Regions from separate parts of the Mus musculus genome. Here regions 1, 2 and 3 are each linked to region 4. The links are chromatin contacts, called in public HiChIP or PLAC-seq and promoter capture Hi-C maps. All regions are on one chromosome and are shown on one strand. Each heading gives the region's core, a stretch centred on a gene start, on an enhancer-like site or on the middle of the called end of the contact. The rest is flanking DNA. Distances are from core to core; before and after follow the strand shown. Region 1 holds the start of Eif2s1 (eukaryotic translation initiation factor 2, subunit 1 alpha). Region 2 holds the start of Dpf3 (D4, zinc and double PHD fingers, family 3). Region 3 holds the start of Dcaf4 (DDB1 and CUL4 associated factor 4). Region 4 holds the start of Srsf5 (serine and arginine-rich splicing factor 5).

Evidence for each region. Promoter capture Hi-C pulls out the DNA fragments that hold promoters and counts their contacts. HiChIP or PLAC-seq counts read pairs in DNA pulled down with a chosen protein or histone mark. Capture Hi-C pulls out chosen DNA fragments and counts their contacts.
Region 1: a promoter capture Hi-C map of adipose tissue shows a contact between it and region 4. The contact joins the promoter of Eif2s1 here to the promoter of Srsf5 in region 4. A contact is called at or near these places in 5 of 484 Hi-C or Micro-C datasets (CD4 T cells, CD8 T cells, natural killer cells and 1 more), 1 of 115 datasets of contacts at active chromatin or transcription factors (cardiomyocytes) and 2 of 9 other capture datasets (adipose tissue and liver).
Region 2: a contact with region 4 is called in a promoter capture Hi-C map of pre-B cells, with 6 times the contacts expected there. The contact joins the promoter of Dpf3 here to the promoter of Srsf5 in region 4. A contact is called at or near these places in 2 of 39 promoter capture datasets (embryonic stem cells and pre-B cells) and 1 of 484 Hi-C or Micro-C datasets (embryonic stem cells).
Region 3: a contact with region 4 is called in an H3K27ac HiChIP or PLAC-seq map of embryonic stem cells, with 5 times the contacts expected there. The contact joins the promoter of Dcaf4 here to the promoter of Srsf5 in region 4. A contact is called at or near these places in 4 of 115 datasets of contacts at active chromatin or transcription factors (astrocytes, embryonic stem cells, extraembryonic endoderm stem cells and 1 more).

The regions. Positions count from the first base shown.
Region 1 is chr12:78,860,355-78,863,462 of GRCm38.p6, forward strand. It overlaps Eif2s1 (eukaryotic translation initiation factor 2, subunit 1 alpha), which reads left to right and starts at 1,718. Exons shown (of 8, transcript NM_026114.3): 1 at 1,718-1,826. Atp6v1d (ATPase, H+ transporting, lysosomal V1 subunit D) reads right to left here and starts at 1,284. Exons shown (of 9, transcript NM_023721.2): 1 at 1,065-1,284. The coding sequence starts at 1,105.
Region 2 is chr12:83,486,365-83,489,404 of GRCm38.p6, forward strand. It overlaps Dpf3 (D4, zinc and double PHD fingers, family 3), which reads right to left and starts at 1,372. Exons shown (of 11, transcript NM_001267625.1): 1 at 1,313-1,372. The coding sequence starts at 1,344.
Region 3 is chr12:83,518,590-83,521,738 of GRCm38.p6, forward strand. Dcaf4 (DDB1 and CUL4 associated factor 4) reads left to right here and starts at 1,877. Exons shown (of 14, transcript NM_030246.2): 1 at 1,877-2,028.
Region 4 is chr12:80,944,249-80,947,503 of GRCm38.p6, forward strand. Srsf5 (serine and arginine-rich splicing factor 5) reads left to right here and starts at 1,251. Exons shown (of 8, transcript NM_001079694.2): 1 at 1,251-1,424; 2 at 2,328-2,472; 3 at 3,063-3,133; 4 at 3,248-3,255. The coding sequence starts at 2,347. Gm20337 (predicted gene, 20337) reads right to left here and starts at 1,151. Exons shown (of 3, transcript NR_045057.1): 1 at 489-1,151.

The sequences.
Region 1 (3,108 bases), core at 468-2,967, 2.1 Mb before region 4:
TTAAGAGTCCTTGGGTCTATAAGTAAAAAGGCATAGGATAAGGTAAACAATACAGTCTGTCTCTCTCTCTCTCTCTCTCTCACACACACACACACACACACACACACACACACACACACACACGCAAAACCCTAAACAGGCCCCAAAACAGGACCACAGTGAGAGACCTAATTATCAGAATAAAAACTGATTTCCTTCTTCAGGAACAATTGAAGATGAGAGCACAAATACCCTTTTCTTTCCACAAGTTATTATATGTATTTGAGAAAACTTCAAGTTTTCACTTCATCACTTCTCCTAACAAGGATGTTAACCCAAAGCAGAAAGGCGGCCTGTAACTGAGCACATCCCAAGCAAGGGTTCAAGGAACAATTTTCTGTGGACCTTCTATGCATTAAAAAGATGCCTCCTTCATCCAGGAGACAGCCCAAATAAATACCCGCGTGACAGTGTCATGAGTGACACTTGCTAGACGTAAAGAGTGCAGTCATCACAGGGCTATAGGAATACCTCAGAAATGCAGGGATATCTTCCCACAGCAAATAACACTTGACGGGATCCAAGACTGAAACCTACAGCTGCGAGAGGGTGACACATTCAATGTCACTTTGGCTGAGGGGCCTTCTAGCTGCTTCCCTGTCACATAACTTCCCGTCTGGGAGCTTTGGTCAGACCTCAGCGTCTACATCTCAATCCTCAGCAATGATGAGCCCTGGGAGGTAGAGATGGCGCCGACGGCTCAGTTATGTAAACTCCGTGTGTGGCTCAAAGGGTGTGCGGAATGAGTGAGTAAAGGCATCGACCTCCAAAAGCTGCCAGCAGGTGAACCCCCTTTTCCTGTGGACTGGAACCACTTTCTCCGGCCTCTTCTCTCAGAAACAGCAGGGGAGGGGAGCGTTGGAAAGAAACCTCGCTCGGAACTCAGAGGAAACGAAGACCCTGGGGAAAGCTCAAGGAGCGACCCAGAAACCAAGGAACCTTGCTGGTGGCCAAGGGTACGCAGGAATGCGCGCCGGGAAGATGTGCCTGAACACGGTTGTCGCTTGTCCTAGTCTTTAACTTACATTCGCGAAGGGAAGATTTCAATCCGGTCTTTGCCCGACATCCTGACGGTGACTCGGCTCGGGCCCCCCGGCGAGACAATCGGGACCGCAACACCTCCAGAACCGGTTACCCCAGTGCCCGCCTCCACGGGAGTCAGCTGACCGGGTCACTTGACAACTGCGTTGCTAAGAGGCAACCAGGAAACCGGTTCCCACTTCCGGTTCCTGTTGGGCGAGGACTGAGGGAGGGGGAGGAGACGGAATGCCCGGATGTGGAAGCGCGCACAGTCCGGAATTCCGGGTCTCTCCACCGCCCCTCCCTCCGGCGAGTCGCCGGCACCCAGCACGCTCTGAGGGATGGGTCAGGAGAGGATCACGCTCCTCCTCTTCCTCGGCTTTCCGCCATTCGTCACAGCGCCCTCTCTTGGTTGACTAAAACTTAAAGCGATCATCCTGGAGCAAGAAACAGAAACTTACCTCTCCTTTAAACCTAGCAAGTTCCCTCCGCAAAAAAATCTATAAATACCAGGGGCAGTGACTCTTCAGCTCGTCCCTTGGTTCACACCGCCCATATTAGGAGGACCAAGACTCTATGGTTAGTGGCAACGAAGGATCCTTTTCTGTCGGCGCCTGCGCAGTGAGAGGTGGCTCCGCATGCGCGCTGGGTTGGGCGAAGCGCACGCTGAGGAGCTTCGGCGTCCGGGGTTGGTGTTCCGAGTCTCCTCGTTGCCACTAAGCAGCACGGCGTGGGACCCTACTTCGGGATTCACACATCCACTTCAGGTGACCGGCCCCGCAGCTTGCTCTCCCCGAGGATTCGCCTTGGTTTTGTCCAGTGCGGCTAGGCCCCGGGCTACCCCCCCTTTCCCGTTCTTGCGCGGGAAGTGTCTGGACCCCGTCGCCACCGCCCGCTGGTGATTTCCTGCGCCCTCTCGCCAGCCGGTGTCTGCTCCTGCGAGCCAGAAACGTGGCTGGACGGGCGGAGGAACCCCTGAAGGAACGTGGGCCAAGTAGATTTTTACAGCCTCCTTAAAGATGTCTTGTGGTGGGGAGGCCTCTGGAGAACCCTCGACTCCAGTCCCACTCCTAGTTCAAGACGATTGCTTTTACCGGACCGGAGAATTTGGGCTTTTTTTTTTTTTCTTTCTTTTATCCTTCTTTTCAGCCCCAAGATACTGCCAAAACTTTTCTCTCTGTGGAGACTGAACTTTTCGCCAAAGAAACAATAGGATAAACCACCATATTTAAGTTAAAAAAAAGTCCAAAATGGAACTATTAGTGTTGAGGTCGTTAAGTTTTCGCTCTAGCTGTGCATTTCTGTATGAGTGAATTCCTGGAATTTAAAATCAGCTGTTGAAGTTATTTGCCCTGTTTGGGTAACTGCGAAAATAAAACTGGAGTTTTGTAATTATGGACGCTGAAAGCGTAAAACTTTAGAGTTAAGTGTGTACTCGCATTGGGGCTCTTAAACACCCCCTTATATTTAGGATGCTTTAATTTCCACTAAGGAACAAACATTGTTTCTTGAAGAAAGGGTACATCAGAAAAGTCTTGATTTTTCTCCTCCTCAAGTTGTTGTTAAAGAGGTGGAGACCCTCGACAGTTCATCAAAAATGTCAGTTATGAAATTGTAGTGCTTTTTCTGTGCCTATGATGCCAGATGGTGGGCCCTGATTCTCAAAAGACTTAGTTGTACTAGTAAACTTTAGAGCTGAACAGCGTTTTCCCAGCGTGGTACATTTTATTTTGGAATGTTCATTGCCCATATCTGCTATGGTGACATGACAATGTACCGACTCTAGAAGTTAACAGGGGCAAAATACTAATAATGCAAGGTATTTGAAACTAGCTTTGAAGTGTGTTTTTGTTTGTTTACATCAGAACACATACAGTCTGTATGGCATTAACTACAGAAGTGGGATCCCTTGTGAGAGGTGTGAGGTACACATATCTTTAATCCCAGCACTGAAAATGCTTGAGGCCAGCCAGAGCTGCACAGTGAAACCCTGTCTCTAAAGGGGGGGTGGGAGAGCCCTTAACATTGTCATACTGTGTGTGATACAGG
Region 2 (3,040 bases), core at 122-2,621, 2.5 Mb after region 4:
AGGGACGCTGTAGCGCGCAGCTAAAAGAGCCAAGATCGACCACTGACACACACCGGGAAGAATTGGCACTAAACACCCACGCTCACCCTCCGACTCCCACTGGCTTTCATCAGGGCGGGGAAGTCCTAGTACACCGGGCACCCACTGGGTGCCCACGCCGCGCCGCGATTCCCAAGGATCCACCCTCTGCCAACATGCCTGCCAATAGCGCCCCTTGAGAGCCACACTAGTTTTCCGAGGCCACCCCCGGCTCCGCGATCACCCGCGGACTTGCGGCTTCATATTCAGTCCACCGACTGGAAGAAGGAAGGAAGGAAGGAAGGAAGGAAGGAAGGAAGGAAGGAAGGAAGACCGGCGGGCAGGCAGCTCCGATCGGGAACCGGCCCCCGCGAGTCCTTGCGCAGCCCGCCCCCCTGTGTCCGCTCAAAGTCTCCGGGAGGCACCTGCCCCTCGCTGTCGCCAGAGCCCTCCACCGCCGCCTCCACCGCCTCGGCTTTTCACCCAGAGCAGGCAAGCACACCATTTATAAGACCTGCAGTTTCCCTGCCTCCATATCAACCCCAAGTTAACCCGGATCGTTAATTTACTAGAGCCAGTTAGCCTACAAATACACAGACACACCGGCGACCGCCCGGAGCGCCTGCCTGATCCCCGGCTGCCGGAGTGGAAAAGCCCGGGGCAAGCACCTGGGCCCCAGGACTCCCGGGACCCGCCGCTCCGCGCGCTGTCCTCCCAACTCCGGAAGGTTTACACAAACTCCCTGCGAGAGCTCGGAAGGCAGAGCGAACGCCCTGCAAAACTCCGCAGCCGCTGCGGTCCGTCTGCCCGCCTGGGTGGACGAGCAGCGGGGCCGGGAAGGTTCGGGCTTGGAGTGCAGGGCTCAGCCGAGCGCACGACGCGGTCTCTGCCCCGCGCTCCGGCCAGGCTCAGCCAACCCCGCGCTCTGGCCAGCCTCAGCCAGCTCCGCGCGGCGCCGGGAGAGGCAGGGGACTCCGAGAACCGTGAAGACCCGGGCTGCTCACGACCCCCGCAGCTCCTGAGCCGGCGCCGCCGCTCTGTGTTCCCTCCCGGTCCCGGTCAGCCAATTAAGCAGAACACAAATGTAACAATTTTCTTTTTGTTAATTGCATCTCCTGACATTTCTGCGCGCTGGGAGGAAAAAAAAAGATGAAGAAGTAAGAGCAGGAAGAAAAGAGGAGCCCGGGCGCAGCGGGAGGTGTCTGCGAGAGCCGGGCGCCGGCTGCGCTCCACAAGGCGCCTTTTTTTCATATTGAAACCACGCGGAATATGTACATTTTTTAGTCTTACTTACGCTTTCAGGGGGTTGTGAATGACAGTCGCCATTTTGCTACAATGTAACAGAATATTGTCTGTCTCAGAGTTCTAAAGGTTCGCTCAGGGGAAGCGGCAGGCCAATCAGAGCACGGGATACCGGCCTACCGGCCAATCGGCGCGGCTGGTCGCCAAGTGGGCGGGGCCTGCGTGGTGGTAGTTATTAGGGGAGCTGTCAAAGCCCAGAGGTCACTCCCTTTTGTAGAGCCCGAGAGCGAGCAGGTCTTAAAGGGGCAGTACCGTGTTAGTAGCGCCCTTTTAGATTGGAACTCGTGGAGACAACATGGGAGAGCATTCTCGCTTAGTTGGAGTCCCTACTTTGCTAAATAACTGCAGAGTTTGCGCTCCTGGACAAGAATATTTACATAGTGCCAACAAAACCACTTAACCCCATTCATTAGCTCTGGGCTTTGTAAATCACGGTTTTTAACCCCCGAGCTCCTTGTACACCACCGTGTTGCAGTGCAAAAAGTTGGAAGGCTGCAGTTTCCTCCAAGAAATTACTACTCGTGTTCCACTGTTTGCTAATAATGTTCTGGGTTCCGCGGCTGTTCAATATTCTTGTTCCCGAAGTGTTTTCTTGATCTCAGCCACCTTCCCCGGGCGGTTTCTGAGAACTGGAGAGTCCAGGACAGCAACTCCCTTCCTCCTGGAATGTCTCAGTGTCAGGCTTGCGGACAGCCACGGCTTTTGTTACGTAATTCACGGGTGGTCACTCCGCGCGGTCCCCTACGACCACCGTTCTCCACTGTCAACGATTCACACTGATCTGACATGGCCAGCTTGGGAGCGAAGTGAGACCTGGCGCTTTTTAGGCAGAAGGTTGGGGAAATTTTGAGGCAACTTTAGGAAACGCAGCTAGGGAAGTCAGTAACTATGCAAAAATTGTTAGAGCCTGAGGTAGGTGTTGCCTGAGTCCCCTCTGGGAACGGCTCTGAGAATTCAGGCGTCACCTTTCTGGACTAAGATAGGAGGTGAAAAGAATTTGCAAGTGAATGTTCAGACGTGACTCCTGGCTTCCCCAGTATGCGGCTGCTCAGAATCTGATAAACCCCAGAAGAAACTGAGAGACTTCTGCGAACTCAGACTTCCACGGAGCACAGGGAGACTCGGAGTGGGCGAAAACTCATGAAATCACTTAGAGGGCACAGGCATCGTTAGCTTATAGAAGCCGGGCTATGGCCCCCTTGGCTGTTTAATCAGGTCAAATAGCTGGGGGCTGGGAAGTGAAAAGGAAACCGAGAGATGCTGAATTGCAGTTCACAATTCCACCTGCTCTCGCCTTTTACGACTCTCGATGAATAAAGTAAAATACAATTACAAAGCAGTCCAGAACTTTCAGATTCCAGCTCCATTCACTATTAGAGTTACAGATAAGCCCAGCAAAGCTGAGTGAGTCTGTGCGTGCAGACTGGAAATATTTAACTCTTTGTTTGCCTAGTAGGGTGATGTTCTCCCACCCTCTCTTCTCGTTACAGAGTCTCATGTTGAGAAAACTGGCATTAATGAATTCTAAACAGAACCAGGTACAATGGTGCTCCCTTAAAGTTCAAAACCAGCCTGAACTACATATGGATACCCACCCCCCAACATGGAAACCCAGTCTCATCTCCCTGTCTCCCCACGCCCCCCCCCCAAATCGTATTGCCTTGGCTTTTGTACTTCATGGAATGTCATTTTAACTGTCAATACAATTCTGACTTTATAG
Region 3 (3,149 bases), core at 627-3,126, 2.6 Mb after region 4:
TGTCATACTTTGAGCTGCCATGTGGGTCCTGAGACTTCAGTCATCTGGAAGAGTAGCCAGTGCTCTTAAATACTGAGCCAACTCTCCAAGACCTGGATGCAAGCTTTGGTTTTCGTTTTTGTTTTGGTTTATTTATTTATTTATTTATTTTTGGAGACAGGGTTTCTCTGTACAGCCCTATAGCCCTGGCTGTCCTGGAACTCACTTTGTAGACCAGGCTGGCCTTGAACTCAGAAATCCACCTGCCTCTGCCTTCCAAGTGCTGTTTTGTTTTTCATTTTATTTTGAATTGGTGGTGGTGGTGGTGGTGGTGGTGTGTGTGTGTGGCTTCCTTTCACCTCTGGATATTATACACTATCTAGACACCGAGTTAAATTTGTAACTCTGGCTGCTTAGTCACTGGAAGCCATAAGCCAAGCACCTGATTTGGGGTCATACATAGCCTTTACTCTTCAGGACTTCCTTTTTCAGCATTACTTTCTACCCTCACTTTACCTGAGAGAAAACAGAGTCGGGCCATGCCGCTTGACTTGCTTCTGACCATGGTTCCTTTGTGAAGTGAGTGTATATTACAGGTTTCCAAGGCAAAACTGGTGTCCACCCAGTTCCCATGGTGGGAATTCAGTGAATCCTGTCAATGGGGTCAGTCAGCTGCCTGTTTGCCAATCCTTCACAAGCCTCCCATGGCCGCCTCCTCCTCCCCCCTCCTCCTCAGTCCTCCAGGGTCCTCAAGGCTTCAGTTTACAAATCCTGCCTTCCTCCTCCCAGAATTCAGGTCAGAGATTCTCCTATTGTTATGTCTCCCATCTGCCCACAGCTTTACCCAACAAGGCTCCAGTCTCTGAGGTCCCATGGTTTTCCATGCCTCTGAGGCTGTTCTCCAGCCTCAACCACTTTGCTAAAGATTCCAAGGTCCTCACAGCCAGTCCAACCAGTAGCTGAAACAGGCTTCCAGCCACATCTTCTTTGAAGTCTGCTTTGTCCTTTTCTGGCAGTTCAAGCTCCGGGAAGCAGTAGTGCTCACTTCTCTCGTTTCCCTCAGAACCTAGCACTCTGCATATCCCTGCACACGTCTGTAAACTTGCTACAGGCTGAAGTGTTTTCATAGGCCCACATCTATGATCACTAATAGCTAGCTTCTAGCGGTCCAGCATCAGGAGCCTGGGCGAGCACCGCACACAATGAATCTCAGGAAGGGATTCTGTTCTCCAAATGCAATTAAGATCAAGGCTGTTGGTGGTCCCCACTTAGCCTGACCTATTTGAACCCATTCTGCTCTCACTACTATCACTTCTGACCTGTTACAAACTCCGTCTTCTTTGCAGTGGTACTCTGGGGTGGTTTTCTGACCAAGGCACACGTGTACCATTCTAGAAATATTACCTGTACAAACTTTGGGCTGGAGATCATTGACAATATTTGTTCAACTTTCTTGTTACAGTGGAAGAAATTAAGGCCCAGAGAAGTGATAAGCACACCTTAGGTCACATAGCAAGGAGGAAACAACCTGACCTAGATTCAAGGAGCCTCCCGGCACCGGCAACTGCGTCCCAAAGTCTTTTTCGCTTTCCTCCTCAGAGTCTCCTTTGCTCTTTCCACAAAACAATCATCTTCCCTCTCTCACATATCAGTGTTAACTCGGGCCTGTGTACCAGCTCCAAGCCGAGAGAAATTTCTCGGGATATGATCCGCAGTAAGAAGGAAGACTCACTGTCAAGAGAGTACCAGGGACTCTGAGGAGGCGGTAGCAATCTCTAGCCCCGCCCCAAAGCGCATCAGACCCCGCCCCTAAGCGTGCCAAGCCCGGGCACGCTCGACCAGGACAAGGCGGAAATCCTAAGTCCCGCCCTCCGTAAAGACCGCCCCTACTGACATGGACAGGCAGAAGCCTAATTCAATGAGAAGAAAGAACCGGCCGCTTTAGTCCTATGGGGTGCGACAACACAACATGAGGGTCTTTCCGGATCTTTGCACGCCCCTGGGTGCTCCAGCCCAGAAGTGTCGTAGCTGAGAGGACCATCTGTGCAGGTAAGGCTGTTCCCATGCGTGGCGTGCATCTGGGCGCCGACGGAGGGTGCCGCTGTACCCACGCAGAGGACAGAGAAGGCAAGGCTGAAGGCAGGAGGAGTGAGCGTGCCATACAAGGCCGGAGTGGGCGTGGGCCAGGACCTGGCGAGTCCTGCGGCGTCCCCAGGATCCCCTTGCAGAGTCCAGCCTGCAGTAGACCTCTGCCTCTGTTGAAATTTGGGCTGTGAAGAAACACGAGGCCAGGAGGCCAATAGTACTTTATGGTATAAATTTTGGAAGTTTATGTTTTTGGTTTTTTTGTTTTTTGGTTTTTCGAGGCAGGGTTTCTCTGTGTAGCCGTGGCTGTCCTGGAACTCACTCTGTAGACCAGGCTGCTGGCCTTGAACTCAGAAATCCGCCTTCTGCCTCCCAAGTGCTGGGATTTTGCTTTTTTTTTTTTTAAAGGCTTCTTTTATGTATGTGGATATTTGGCGTGCATACATGAGTGTACTTCGAACAAGCCTGGTGTTCAGGGAGGCCAGAAGAGATCAGTGAGATCTCCTCCAGCTGGATGATCGTGAGCCGCCCTGCGGGGTGCTAGGATTTGAACCTGGGTCCTCAGCTTTCTTAACCACTAAGACATCTACACACACACACCTTTTAAAAGAGCTTTTATTTTTAATTGTGTATGTGGGTGTGTGTGCTTACATGTGTCTGTGGAAGATCCAAGAGACCCAAATGTGTCAAACTCCTGAAACTGTAATTTGAGACGTTGTGAGCTCCTGAACTCTGAAGAACAGCAAGTGCTCTTAACTGCTGAGCTATCTCTCCAACCCTAGCGGTATCTTTATAAGACACAGAAAGAGAGGTTACGTGGTGGCTTGCCTGAGGTTGTGTGCAGGCTGGTATTTGGAAAAGTTAGGAAGCCCAGATGTGGACCAGCCTCCATTCCCTGCCACAGTAAGATGGGTGTTAGTGAGAAACGAAGCCTTTCCACACCAGTTCTAGTGACTTTGGGGAGCGCCACAACTCCCTCCACCTTGGATGACCAGACACAGCCTTGTGTGTGGAGCAAGGCAGTAAGAAGAAAAACATAAAACAAAACAACTAACAACTCCAAGTCAGCTACTCGGAGAAGACAA
Region 4 (3,255 bases), core at 1-2,500:
ACTGGGGAAGGCTGGATAGAGTTACCGATGTGGACTGCTGTGTATTACATCCATGCTGGAAGCATAAACTCTATTTCTCAATAACTGTTGATTTCGACTCTTTTTTTTTTTTTTTTTTTTTTTTGGTTCTTTGACTCAGGGTTTTCCTGGCTGTCTTGGACTTTGTAGATAAGGTAGGCCTGGAACTCACAGAGATGATTAAAGGCTGAAGCTACCACCGTCCACCTAACTATTGAGATTGAGACCTGGACAGAAAGGAATGGACAATGGCCAGTTGGATTTAGAAACAACTTGAAATCTTTCCCAGCTAGCTGAGCCAAGATTGGCCCTAGGGATTCAATATATAGGAGCGTTTTTTGTTTTTTTTTTTTTTACCCACAGTACCAATTTCATTATTTCACCACGTGAAATCTCTCCTTTAGTAGAAAACAATTCAGTTCCTTAGGCTGATCAGAACAAAAACCACAACACTGAAAGAATTCACTTACTTGAGCCTCAGAGAACCCTCTCTCTCTCTCTTTTTTCCGAGGCAGGATTTCTCTGTGTAGACCAGGCTGTCCTGGAACTCACTCTGTAGACCAGGCTGGCCTTGAACTCAGAAATCCTCCTGCCTCTGCCTCCCAAGTGCTAGGATTAAAGGCGTGTGCCACCACGCCCGGCTAAGAACCCTCTCTTGAAGGACATTGATAAGTACAATTTGCAGAAGAGGCTAAAGAGAGAAAGAAAGAAAGAAAGAAAGAAAGAAAGAAAGAAAGGAAGGAAGGAAGGAAGGAAGGAAGAAAGAAAGAAAGAAAGAAAGAAAGAAAGAAAGAAAGAAAGAAAGAAAGAAAGAAAGAAAGAAAGAAAGAATTGGACCTGGTGCTCGGGCCAATAATCCTATCACACTGAAGGCGGACCGGCTGGATCGCTGAGCTCAAGGCTAGCCAGGACTGCTTAGCGAGACCGACTATGTAAATGAATTTTTAAAAGAAACAGGTGATTTTTGAAAAGCCTGGGTTTCTTGGTAATCTTCGAGGGACCTAAGAAAAAGTTTAAATACATCTTTTCGTATCCAAAGAAGTGTCCCGGTGTATCCTGCCAACTGAACGAACGTTTCTAGTCCTCCCACCACCCACTGCTCTCGCCAGGGGTCGCGGTAAGGAAGCCCCGCCCTACTAGAACTTCCGGCTCCCAGGAACCGTCTGTCCTCAGCTCCAAGTGGGCGGTCCCCGAGCTTCTGGCACCGCCCCGGAAGTGACGCCAGGACGTCCCTTCCATTTTGTGCAACGTCCGAGCTGCTAAGTGCGTCAGTTGTGGAGAGACTGTAGACGAGTTGGGTTCGTGTGTATGTGTGTTGTGTGTGTGTTTGTGTAGGGAGGCAGACAGCTCCGTCGCAGACTACGGACCTCTCCGGGGTCTCAGCCGCCAAAGACCCTGTCCGGTAGGTGAGTGGCACGCTTTGAGGGCAAGGCTTCTCGGATCGAGGCTTCTTCATGGCCGCTCGGGTCGCAAGTGGCCGGGGCTTCGCTCTTTGCGGAGGACGGCGACTCAGAGAGCGCAGTTGATTTGAGGTGGGCGCTGGGGCACGTCTCCCTGTGGGTGTTGCGTGAGGGGGACACGAGGCGGAAGGGCGGGCGTGGGGAGGGCGTTTGTGTCGGGAAGCAGCGCGCCCCTCCCTGCCGCCCTTAATGGCTCTCATCGAGGCCCGGACGCCGGGGAGCCGGCCTGGCCCAGGGCAGCTTAGGGTTTCCCCCCGTGGGCCGGCGCAGGCGCAGCGCTCTGGGCCCCGGGCTTGCCCGTGTCTCGGGGGCACGCAGCTCGGCTCGCTACGCTCCTCCCCCCCCCACACCCCGCCGCATACTTCGGCCGTCGCCATTTTGTGCTGCGAACGCGCCCCGTCGCCCACTGCGCAGGCTCGGTGGTGGCGTCGCGAGATTCCGGCTTGTGACGCGCGGGGAGGCCGCGACGCGGGCGCGGCCGGCTGCTATTGGACCAGGCCTGGCAGAGGGCGGGCTCGGCTCCGCCCGCATTTCTCGGCCTGGCCTTAACTGCGGCAGATGGGAGGGGAACCCCGGGATCCGGGGACAGCGTGTGCGGCTGCGCAGTCTAGAAAGGTGGCTACTGGCGTTGTGGTGGGCTGCCGTGTGGAACCTGGGAAGGGGGTCTTTTGGAGAGTTAAGTTTTAACTTGGAATTTGAATGTGGTGGTCGTGAACGACTTAAAAGGTACATGGCGACCTTGTTAGTAGAGTTGGTAAACGTGGGGTGTGTTTGACTGCTTGACTGAACATCCCCCACCCCCATGGTGTCAATCGTTGATATTGTCTCGATTCAATTACTGCCTAACAGGAAACACTAGCCGGGCATCATGAGTGGCTGTCGAGTGTTCATTGGGAGACTAAATCCAGCAGCGAGGGAGAAAGATGTGGAAAGATTCTTCAAGGGTTACGGACGGATCCGAGATATTGACTTGAAAAGAGGTTTTGGTTTTGTGGTAAGTACTTGAAACTGAGTTGAATTATCTGTCGAGAAGTTAGGTAACTTTGTGGTGGTGACACATGCCTTTGGTCTCTGGCCCTTGGGAGGCAGGGGCAAGCCAATCCACAGAGAAACCCTGTCTCCAAAAAAAGAAAAAAAAAAAAAACAAAGTGGGTAGAGCTCTTGTGATGAGCATGGACTCTGAGTCCATGTGAATTGTTTTCCCAGAAAGATGTTAGAAGTGGCCAAGAAGCAGTGGCTTCTGTTAAGAAGTTAAAGTAACTGCTGGCTGGAGTTGATTCTCAGTCATCCCTAGCTTAGGGTTATAGTATCTGAGTGTAAGGTATATCTTAACACTTCCATGATTTTTTTTTTAAATTTATTTTTTATTTTTTTGGTTTTTCGAGACAGGGCTTCTCTGTATAGCTCTGGCTGTCCTGGAACTCACTTTGTAGACCAGGCTGGCCTCGAACTCAGGAATCTGTCTGCCTCCCGAGTGCTGGGATTAAATTAAAGGCGTGCGCCACCACGCTCGGCTTCCATGATCTTAATGTGCTGTAGAATGCATGCACGTCCAAAAGCTCTACTCTTACTGCTACATTTTAGGAATTTGAGGACCCAAGGGATGCAGATGATGCTGTTTATGAACTTGATGGGAAGGAACTTTGCAGTGAAAGGTAAGCATGATTGGTTTATAAGTAGTTCTCCCAGGGAAGTAGAGCAGAGTAGACATTTGCATATGTAAGTGCTCTCATGTGTAGTGTGTGAATGCTTTTTTTACCTCTTTGTAGGGTGACGA